Linked DNA regions of Mus musculus: region 2 is linked to region 1. The links are chromatin contacts, called in public Hi-C maps. All regions are on one chromosome and are shown on one strand. Each heading gives the region's core, a stretch centred on a gene start, on an enhancer-like site or on the middle of the called end of the contact. The rest is flanking DNA. Distances are from core to core; before and after follow the strand shown. Region 1 has its middle 14 kb from the start of Gm39575. Region 2 has its middle 46 kb from the start of Gm11981.

Evidence for each region. Hi-C and Micro-C count contacts between places; a contact is called where the count stands out from the background.
Region 2: a Hi-C map of uterus shows a contact between it and region 1, with 11 times the contacts expected there. The contact joins two enhancer-like sites. A contact is called at or near these places in 4 of 15 datasets of contacts at CTCF or cohesin (CD8 T cells, the NIH/3T3 cell line, large pre-B cells and 1 more), 18 of 484 Hi-C or Micro-C datasets (the CH12 cell line, bone marrow-derived macrophages, cerebral cortex and 8 more), 15 of 115 datasets of contacts at active chromatin or transcription factors (the NIH/3T3 cell line, SST interneurons, cardiomyocytes and 7 more) and 3 of 9 other capture datasets (adipose tissue, liver and pancreatic islet).

The regions. Positions count from the first base shown.
Region 1 is chr11:6,678,469-6,683,753 of GRCm38.p6, forward strand. No RefSeq gene overlaps it. Among named protein-coding and RNA genes, the nearest start is that of Gm39575, 14 kb to the right of the region's middle. Within about 2 kb of position 2,008, at least 103 of the 459 cell types and tissues checked have an H3K27ac peak or open chromatin away from gene starts, as enhancers often do. A contact at or near this core is called in uterus, where this site is marked.
Region 2 is chr11:6,763,475-6,768,742 of GRCm38.p6, forward strand. No RefSeq gene overlaps it. Among named protein-coding and RNA genes, the nearest start is that of Gm11981, 46 kb to the left of the region's middle. Within about 2 kb of position 2,132, at least 11 of the 459 cell types and tissues checked have an H3K27ac peak or open chromatin away from gene starts, as enhancers often do. A contact at or near this core is called in uterus, where this site is marked.

The sequences.
Region 1 (5,285 bases), core at 758-3,257:
TGGCTCGACTCCCGCGGTTCTCAAATCTCAAATCTGCTGGGGTTTCAGCCTATTCAACCTTACCAGTTCTTGTACCTGTGGCTCCCAAGGCATCCTTCTCAGAGCCTCGGAGATGACGCAGGGGACAGACGAGGCTGTTCCCTGGAGAGGCAGGAGAGGGGATCCTGCAGAGCAGGGTTAGGTCCGCTCTGCATCATTCACCACAGAAGTAGCCACGCTTCAGCTGACTGTCAGCGGAGGGTGGGAATGGAAGCAGAGCAACAGCTGAGAGATGGCACAGCCTCAAAGAGCTCTAGGGCTAGAAATTCTGAGACGTGAGCGAAGTCAGCAGATCATAATCATTATGGTTTGAGCAGATCTGATTCTGAGACTGAGAGATTAACTTGAACATACTTGAAGAAGAAAGAATGTGCTCACAGGCTTTCAATAACAGTTAATAAGGTTGGTATTGCATGTATTCTTATTATCTATCCATCTATCTATCTATCTATCTATCTATCTATCTATCTATCTATCTATCTATCTATCTATCTGTCTGTCTGTCTAATACATCCATCCATCTGTTCATCTTCCAGCTTTCCATCAAAGTAACAAAATACATGAGCTAATCACTTTAAAAAGAAAAAAGGTTTAGTTAGTTCATGTTTTTGGATCATGGTTATTATCACAGTGGCAGCCTAGTACAGCATGCTAGGACAGTGTGGCAGAGGCCCTGGCAACAGGATAGCAAAGAGGAAGGAGCAATGCCCCAATGACCTAACTTCCTTTGCTGGACACTATCTCCTAAGGTTCCACTATTTTCCAGTAGTGCTACAGGCTGAGAAAGAAGCTTTGAATACGTGGGTGGTGTGGGAAAATCCCAGCCTCACTCTTTCTTTCCTTCCTTTCTTATGAATATCCAGGTTTTTTAATATTCATGTGAAATGGGTAACAAGGGAAGTCATGCCAGCTGCACATTTGGACTAAAATGAAAAAAAAAAGAAAATTCAAAAGAAAAACCATTCTGTATAGTTTTGGCTAAGAGAGATAAATTATGAATTTATAACAATAAACTATGAATTTATAACAATAAAAAGCAGAGTGGGCTCAGGGAGATGGGGAAAAAGGGTGGGTCAGGCAAGACAGAGTATGTAGGAAAATTCCACGAGGAAACCTAATTTATTCTAAGTAAAGAAAGGATAACAGCAAGAGAACCATTTATATATCAAAATCCACCAGATATGTTCACACACACATCCATACACACACACACACACACACACACACACACACACACACACACACACACACACACACACACGACAGGGCAAGAAGGCAAAACTTGCGCCCTCAGCATGACCCTACGTGGGCACGGTCTACTCCACAGCATCGGCATGGTGGAGATTGTCTTACCATTGGCTGAAGAAAGAAAATGCTGAGATGCTGCCTGGGGAGTACGCCATAACAGCCCCGCCCCCTCCCCCTCCATGTGATGTGGGAGCCTCAGATGCAATCAGGAAGCAAAATGAAAGAGAGCATTCAGCTCAACAGCAGCAACAGCAGCAGCAGCAGCAGCAACAACAACAACAACAACAACAAAATAGTACAGAAACTCCCAAAAGAATAGGAGGAAATCAATTACGATACAGTGACGAAATGGGAGAGAAGGAGACCTGGTCAGGGAAACGCGTTTCTGTAGGGAGTGCCGATGAGGTCAGGGAGACTTCGTTGAGCGTCAACCGAGCTCCACCACCGAGCTCTATCTTGAACCCACAGGATGGAAGGAGAGAATCTGATCTCCACACGTAAAACCACACTGTGTGTGTGTGTGTGTGTGTGTGTGTGTGTGTGTGTGTGTGTGTGTGTTGGGGAGGGGCCAGACATGGGAACAGGATGGTGGCAGTTTCTGTAGTCAGAAATTGAAACATTTCCTGACAACAATGGAGAAGCTGCTAAGGAAGAAGAGTGGACATCCAGCCCCGACACACAGCAGATCCTTCCTGAGTGTCTGCTGCCTCTCCGGAGCCAGCTTTGAGATCAGCACATCCTGTGACCCACAGGCCCGCACCCTCTGAGGCGGCTGCTCTTCCCTGATCTTTTGCAGAGGAAACTGAGGCCCTGTTATGTTCTCAATGGCACACAGCCATGAGCACTGTGGAGACTGTTAGAACAGCGGCCTGCATCTTTAGGCCAAATCCCACGGCTTGAGTCAGGCCACGCCTCCCTGCCCCTCCCCCTGGGACTCCGTGCTGTGCCTTGACAGCTCTTGATTTATGATACCTGGTTCTTCTCCGTGCTCCTTGCCAAAGAAGCGGTGATGAACTAAATCATGTGATGGGAAACTTTCTGCCACTCCTAAAAGTTATAAAAAAGTCAAACCTTCTCTTAGTTCTGGGAGTTTAGTCCTGAGAGAATTCTGAGGGAGATTTGTTCAGGGAGATTGCTTTGAAGGGACTCCTCCGGCCCCTTCCTTGCTATCCCAACCTCTCTCTCTCTCTCTCTCTCTCTCTCTCTCTCTCTCTCTCTCTCTCTCCCTCCCTCCCTCCCTCCCTCCATCTGTCTCTCTCTGTCTCCCCCACCTCCTCTCTCATTTAAGCCCCTTTCCAGACTTTCAAGGGAAGCCCACCCTTGCACTTAGCACATCATGTATAGATCTCCATATATTGCATTGCTTCTGTATAATCACCCCCACTCCCCGTCAACATACACGCCGAGGCCTCCTCCTTCTAATAAACCTCACTGCAGGCTCTAAGGAACTGTGTTAGCTTCTTTTGCGGGCTGGCTGTGGCTGTCTTGCTTCTTTTTTACATAGAAAAGATTAGCCATGGACTTATATGACACCAAACACTGGTGCTTTGGACCAGTTCCTCGTTGATTTGGACGTGAGAGAATTGTAGGCTCTGGACTGACCCAGGCTTATCCTTGCTTCTGCCTGAATATCTGTCCTGCAGAGACATTCTCCACAGCAGTCAAGGGGTCCTGTCCCTAACTAGGGTTGTCTATGAATTTCTGGGAACTCATTGGGGTGTACACCTGAATGGTTTCTCTCATCTAGTCTCACATCACATCACTAGGGTTCCACCCTTACCACTCATGACCCGTGGGGACATCAAAGTACATATGATAAGACCTGGCCTAGGTCACCTAAGAGCAGGGATAATTAGAGCCTATCCCCATTCCTGCTTCCACCATTCTGTCCCCAAATCCTGATCTATTTGTGATGGATTTCTTCCTCTTGTTTTGAATGAGAGTGGCCCCAGAGACTCATATGCTTGAATGCTGGATCCCCAGTTAATGGAACTATTTGGGAAGGATTGGAAGGTGTGTCCTTGCTGGAGGAGGTGTGTCACTGGGATTGGACTTTGAGGTTTCAAAAGCCCACTCTCCCTCTCATCCTGTCTGTGTTGCCATATAACTTGCCTTCTATAATTGTAGCAAGCCCCTATTAGACGATTTCTTTTATAAGAGTTGCCTTGTCATGGCCTTCACAGTAACAGAACAATAACTTAGACAGAAGTTGGTACCTGGGGTTGGGTATTGCTGTGACAGGTTTGACTATGCTGTTTCTTGGAAAAATATGGAAGACTTTGGGATTTTGGGCTAGAAAAGTAGTGAAATGCTTTAATCAGGACTTAAAACAGCCATCCTAGTAGGAGCTTGGAAGACTTAAAAGCAACTCAGAGTATGAAGGCCCAGCTGAAGAGGTTTCAGAGGGGATGACCATTGCCAAGTGGCCTAAAGACCATACTTGCCATATTTTGGGGAAAAAATGTGGCTGCTTTCTGCCCTTGTTCAAAAGCCTTGCCTGAGGCTAAACTATGGAGTTTTAGATTACTATTACTGGCAGAGGAGATTTCAAGACAGCCTAGTCTTGGCTGGTGGTTTGGATGAGAATGGCCCCCATAGACTCGTGTGTTTGAGTGGTTGGTTCACAGGGAGTTGCACTATTAAGGGGTGTGGCCTGGCTGTAGTAGGTGTGGCTTTGTGTCACTAGGGGATGGGTTTTGAGTTCTCAGAAATTCAAAACCAGGCCTTGTAGCTTAAAGTTTCTCTTCTTGCTGCCTAGAACTCTTCTCCAGCACCATGTCTACATGTGTTCCATATGATAATAATGAACTAAACTTCTGAAACTGTAAGCCAGCCCCAGTGAAATTGTTTCCTTTATAAGAGTTGCTGTGGTCATGGTGTCTCTTCACAGCAATAGAACCCTCCAACTATGACACATGGTTATTAGTGATCTTATCACTATGATCTTATGGGCGATCTTATGATCTTTCTTATGAGTGATCTACAGTCTTATGAATGATCTACAGTGAAAACTTGGGGCAAAAAGAAATACGAAATGCACACCTTGAGAAGAAAAGGGACACTGGGAAATGTAATGCTGGATCCAAATTTATGCTCAAAGGGATGAGAAGGTTAAAGAAAAACCTGATGTTAAATGGAATAAAGGGAGTGGTGGCCTCAGGGTAGGAACCAGGTAATCCTGAAATCTGTGAAAGGAAAATCCTGGAGGGATTTCCCTCCACCTAAGCACCACCACGTGTCTAAAGATCATGGAGAAGGGGCTTGCTTGTGCACCAGTCTGCTTGCAGGTTTCTTGAAGTGTGTCCAGCACTCTCACAGAGACTTCTGTTCTTGCTGTGAGTGGCTGGGTTTAAGTCCTTGTTCATCGAGTTTTTGAAAAAGTCCTGTTTGGGTTATTGTGTTTACCACTTTTCCTCCTGCTCTGACACAGTTCCTGGTAGGTAGGAAGGCTGTGGTGGTTTGGATGAGAAATGTCCCCTAAAGGTTTGGGTATTTGAACACCTGGTCTCCAGTTGGTGGCACTGTTTGGGGAGATGGTGTGGTCTTGCTGGAGGCGGTGGATCCCTTGGACGTGCTTTGAGCTTATGCGGGCTTGCTTTGCCCATTAACTCCCAACGCTTTTGCTTGAGGCTGGCGATGTGATTTCTTGGCTCCCCGCTTCTGTTACCGCCTGCTGCTTGCTGCAATGGTTCTCTGCCATCCTGGATTCTTATCCCCCTGGAACTGTAGGCCCCTCAACACTCCCCCTTCCTCAAGGTTTTTTTTTTTTTTTTTGGTCACAGTGTTTTATCACAGCAACAGAAAAATAACCAGTACAGATGGCTTATTTGGATTTACAGTTTGTGAAGGAACAGTCCATCATAGTGGGAAGGCATAGTGATTGGAGCATGGGACACATGTGGTCACATTGTGTCCACAGGCAGGAAGCATCAGCAGACAGTAAGATCAGGCTAAAAAACCCCAAGGCCTGCTCTCCATGTAGCTACATCTTGTTCTGG
Region 2 (5,268 bases), core at 882-3,381, 85 kb after region 1:
GCTGGGGCCACTCTGTACAAGAGTTAGGAAGAGCAGTTACACCAGGCTATGGGTGGGGAGTTCTGTCTTAGCCTGCAGAGGCAGCTGTGACAGAATGCCACACTCTGGGTACCTTTATTCTTCAAGCATGTGGATTCTGAAGTCTGGGGTCAGTGGCCAGTGCAGACAGGCTCCAGTGAAGGTCTGCTTCCAGGAAGTAGGTGGCACTTTCTTTCCGGGTCCTCACCTCAGGGAAAGGAACTTAAAGAGTTTTTTTGTGCCCTTTTGGATCACTACACTAGTCATGATGGAGCATATTCCAAGAGACCCACTCCTAATGGACTTGGGAGAGAGTTTTGGGCAGCACACATGTTGGGTCTGTAACATCTGCCTTTTCTGTGATAGAGTCAGAGACACATAGAAAGATAGTGTGGAGGATGGAGAGGAAGAGGTAGATGGGTGTTGCAGGAAATATTAAAAAACGAACTCAGCTAACTCTCCGTGGGACTGGACCATGCTTCTGTGTTCCCGCTGGCCCACCAACTCTTTAGCCACTCCAGATCACAGGGCTCCCTTTCTCCGGCAAGGGCCTCTCCCGCCCCCGAGTTCCTCTCGTACCCCACAGTCATCCATCACATCACAATATCCAGTACCCCGGTAGAATCAAGACTCTTAATGCTTAATTAACCAATCAGGATTATGTATCAACAATATCACAATTTACAAAATGCTAATACAATAATTTCAAAGCCAATTGATAATGATAAAAGCTTTATCCCAATATTTCTAACCTTGTGAAATCATAGCTACTTGTGGCTGGAAAATGCCACTGGGGGGTACAGGTCCCCAGACATCTTCTTCTCCTACTCTGAGAAGCTGTCTCTGCAACTCTTAGCTCCGCCTCCCCTTTCCCTGTCCAATCACACGCCTCCTCCGCACTAACATAATTGGACAGGGAAAATCCTGCAACAGATGGGGGAGGGAGGGAGAGAGGGAGGAAGAGGCACAGAGAGGAGAAAGAAGGAGAGGGAGGAAGAGGCACAGAGGGGGAGGGGGAGGGAGAAAGAGGGGGAGGGGGGAGGGGAGATGGAGAGGGGGAGATGGAGAGAGGGGGAGGGGGAGATGGAGAGAGGGGGAGGGGGAGATGGAGATGGAGGGGGAGAGGGAAGGGGAGAGGGAGAGGGAGAGGGGGGAGGGGGAGGGGGAGGGGGAGAGGGAGAGAGATCCTTCAACTCACTGCTAATCACTCTGTCAGGGAAATAGCATGCTAGGAACGTGCAGACCTTCCAAAGGGAAGTAATAACTTGACACTGAATGGGGCCAGGTGCCCTGCCTCCATGGGTGTGGTGGCCAAGGAGCCTAGAGAATTCCACAGGTTGTGTTCTACTTTATCCTTGGTGCTAGGAGACATGGGGCTTGGCCCTGGGGCTGGGGATGGCTAGCAGGTCTCCTACTCTCTTCTTGGGGTGTCCTGATCTGTCTCTCTCATCTGTACCCCTGTCCATCACACTCTGTCTCCGCCACTTCTTCCTGTCTTGCTTAGTCTGTTACTGTATGACCCTTGGTCTTGGCATCTCTGTCTCTCTTTGTCTAGTTCATTCCCTCCTGTCTCTATCTCTGCCTTCTTCTTGGCTTCACTCCTTCTCGACTCTTTCCCTTAGTTTCTGTGTCCCTCGTGTCTTTGCTCCCGCTTCCCTCCATCTTTCCCATGTGGTCACTCTCTCTGCCTTCCCTATAGATATTCACTGTGTTATTCAAGGTGCCCGGAAGTCACTGCCACATCCCGGGACTGACCTGCATGGTCACCTTCCCAGTTCTTAGGTGATGCCAGGTGAAGGTTCATTTTTCCTGAGATTCTCATGGACATGGGATGACAGTATTTCATGCTGTGAGCTCTGGGGTAAGAGGGCTATGCTGTGCTGCCAGGGTGGGTGGGCAGGTGGCCAGAAGTCAGGACACTGGTACCATCCAGTCTCCGAAGGCCTTTGTATCTTCCCCTAAACTGGGGCAGATCTGCAGTTCCCTTCCTTCACTCTCTTCTGGCCCATGGCCACCAAGCCTGGAGCTTCCACGCACTCTCTGAGCTGCCCTGGGAAGTGTAGACTTTGCTAAGACAGCTTGTCTGTAGCTTCAGCCTGTTCCAATTCTGTTTTCTCCCATGCTCCCCAGATTGCTGTCTGTGCAAAAGAGAAGACTCAAACACTTCTTCTGGAGCATCCTCTCCAGGCCTCCACCCACACAGTGAAGGGTCAGCTGCTTGCTGATTGAAAAGCTCATTTTAATCCAAAACATGCTGGCTCAGCAATATCTGGGCCAGTGTCTAAGTGAACATCTGGGTGTCATAGCTGGCCAAAGTACATGCAGTTGACAATCACAGGCATGTCTTGGGACGCGTCTTTGTTTAGGAGGCAGGTGGCCACAGGCTCAGGGCTCTTGTGTATTTGCCCGGGAACCAATGAAGACAGAGGCCACTGCTCCCAGTGGAACCATGAAGCAGCACCTGGCTTGGGAGCTGCCTCAGGTACTGGTGGTCTTCCTGGAGAACCCCTCAAGCCCAGAGCTTCAGGCTGAAGATGTCAGGCATGGGGGATTGGAAACTACCCTGTACAAGATCTGCCCTATTTCCTCCCTCGTATGTGGGCCCCAAGGGCCAGGAACTGCTAGATTTTGGAGTTATAGACTTGAAGAGATAGGCTCAGGTTCCCCTATAACAAGTGGAACAGGCACTCTGCCTTTTTTTGGTCTGTTCAGGATGGGTGTTGGGCGTGGGGCTGCTTCTTTCTCAGGTCAGACCCACCAGCCCCTCTTCTCAGGGCAGGCTGTCCTCACTTTCTCTGTGTCCTTCAAGTGTTGTCTGCTGTGAATATGTATGTTCTTCCTGACAGACACACGCTATACAAACATACATTATATAGACTTTGCCTGACCCAAACACACAAATAGACTCATGCAATGACAGAAGTACACACACACACATGCACACATATGCATACAAGACTGACATAGATGATACACACCTACACACACATGACACACATACCCAACACACAGCCACACACACAGTTTGTTCACTTGTCTTTTATGTTTCTGCTTGGTTCTAGCCCAAAAGGTGGTAAGGGAAGGTGTGCTTACTGCCCTTGGGGCAGCTACAGTACCGTCAGGAGCATGCGTGGCTGTGTCGTCAGGAAGACTGTAAGGGTTCCATGTGCTTTCCCAGCTGTGGCATCGGACTTTAAAACCCTGGCTCGCCAGGTCCCACACTGCATCCTCTTTCACTTCACACATTAAAGACGACACACATATATCACAGCATCTCCCTTTGAAATCATCAGGACTTTATTTTGGTACAAAGAATCTTTCTTAGTCACATCCTTGCATGTCCCAGGATAAGGATCCAAGCACAAACCCGCAGCCAATAATAGACGCAGTGGCACTAAATTCACAGAGCACCAGGGGAAAATCCTTAGTGTTCATTCAGCTGAGACAAGATAAGGCGGGCAGAGGACACAGCTGCGGGGCAGCTGGCTTCAGCAGAATGCTCGGTTAGCCTCAGAGTGACAAGGAGTGTGTTGGGGTGGAGGAGAGGGGGAGGACCACAAGCTAACGTGAATAAAAATAGTTGCTTTGGACTCAGCATTCCAAAAATGTTGAGCACTCAATGAGATTTTATTTATATGCACACTTATACTTAGAATAAGAAGTGAAAAATAAACTTAAACTTTTGTTTCTTTTTAGAGAAATATTGGAATGTAGCCCAGGCTAGCCCCTAACTCACAACAATGCTCCTACCTCAGTTTTCCCTGGGATTTTAGGCATGTTCCTGTTTAAAAACAGACGTTTTAAAAAGCAGGAAAGAGAGCAGCTATATTGTCTCTCAAATGGAGATGCTACAAAGCTCCATCAGGAAATAACACAGAGCACGTGACTCCTTGGGGCTGTGAGGAGACCATCTCTGCTGTCCTTTGTCTTCTGAAAATCCTGGGGGAGTTCCTGGGGATACTGGGTTCAGAGAGAGGATGAGAAAGCTAGGTAGGTACCATCTTGATACAAAAGCTGAGCGAGGCCTAAGGACTTTCCAGGCTGGGACATGACAGACTGGACGCATGAGATGGCATTGAGAATGGCATCCCAGATAGAAAAATGGAGTAAGACTTACCACATGAGATGAATTTGGAGCCTGAGTTGGAGGAGTGGAAGAGGGAGGGGAAGAGATCCAAAGCCAGGGGCGGGAGAATGGCTGGGATGTTCCCTACGGTGGGCTGGGGCACTGATGGAGGATGCTGGAGAGCGATTGGGGAGCTGCTGGAGGATCCTGGGTAACTGCTGGGGAGCACCTGAGGGTAACTGCTGGAGGCAGCCACACCAGCATGTGCCCTGACCCCTCCAGTGGCCAGACAGCTATACCTCACGAGGACTCTATTAGGTGGTGAGCTTGGAGACTCTGCTCTCTCCTACATGTGGCTGTGCACTGGACTCTGGCTTTCGAGAAGCAAGACCAACATTCTCCTTTGAGAAGGAGACTCACTGTCCTTGCCCCCAGGAACTCGGGGCACCACCTGCCCTGCCTCTTCCTATGAATGGTTTCAGCTCTCCATCAGGATACTCAGAAACTCCCAACCGAAAAAACACCCTGCGTGTGTGTGATGGTCTAGAGATGGCACCAAGACTCCTCATTTCGTCATCTTCTCCTCTGGACAAAGGTCCTTCAGAACCAGCTGAACTTCCAGCTCCTCCCCACCATGAACAGCCTGCTTTGGGTCACGGTGGCCCTGGCTTCCTCAATACAAAGGGACAAATGAAAGAGACCACAAAGACTGCCCCATGGGTGCATCTGGTGAACATATGTCCTGACATTTCCTAGAAAATACCCCAGTAAATAAAAACAGTGGAGACCATTAGATGACCGAGTCCTTGGAGCAAACTGCTCTCCAGCTCAGAACCCTCCTGAGAAACGAGACCCACCCTGAAGGGTGTGGGAAAACGGACAGTTGCTTGGCTTCTCTTTTTGAGCCACATCCCCTGTTCTGTTCCCATGGATTCTTGGTTCACTCCCGTTCCTTCCAGGCTGGGGCTCCTTGTCTCCATCAGGAGGATCAGCAGGTGTCTAAGAGTGGAGAGGAAGTAGGCTTGGGGCACCAGCACCAGGAAGAGCCTCAGTTTAGGGACGAGGTCCTGGCTTGGACAGTGAGGATTTGTCCATCAAGGTAAGAGGAGCATCTTCAGATACCTGTGAAGCCAGGCGCACCGAATTGCCGTGGTTACTGAGCTCGTTTAGTTTATTTGTCCATT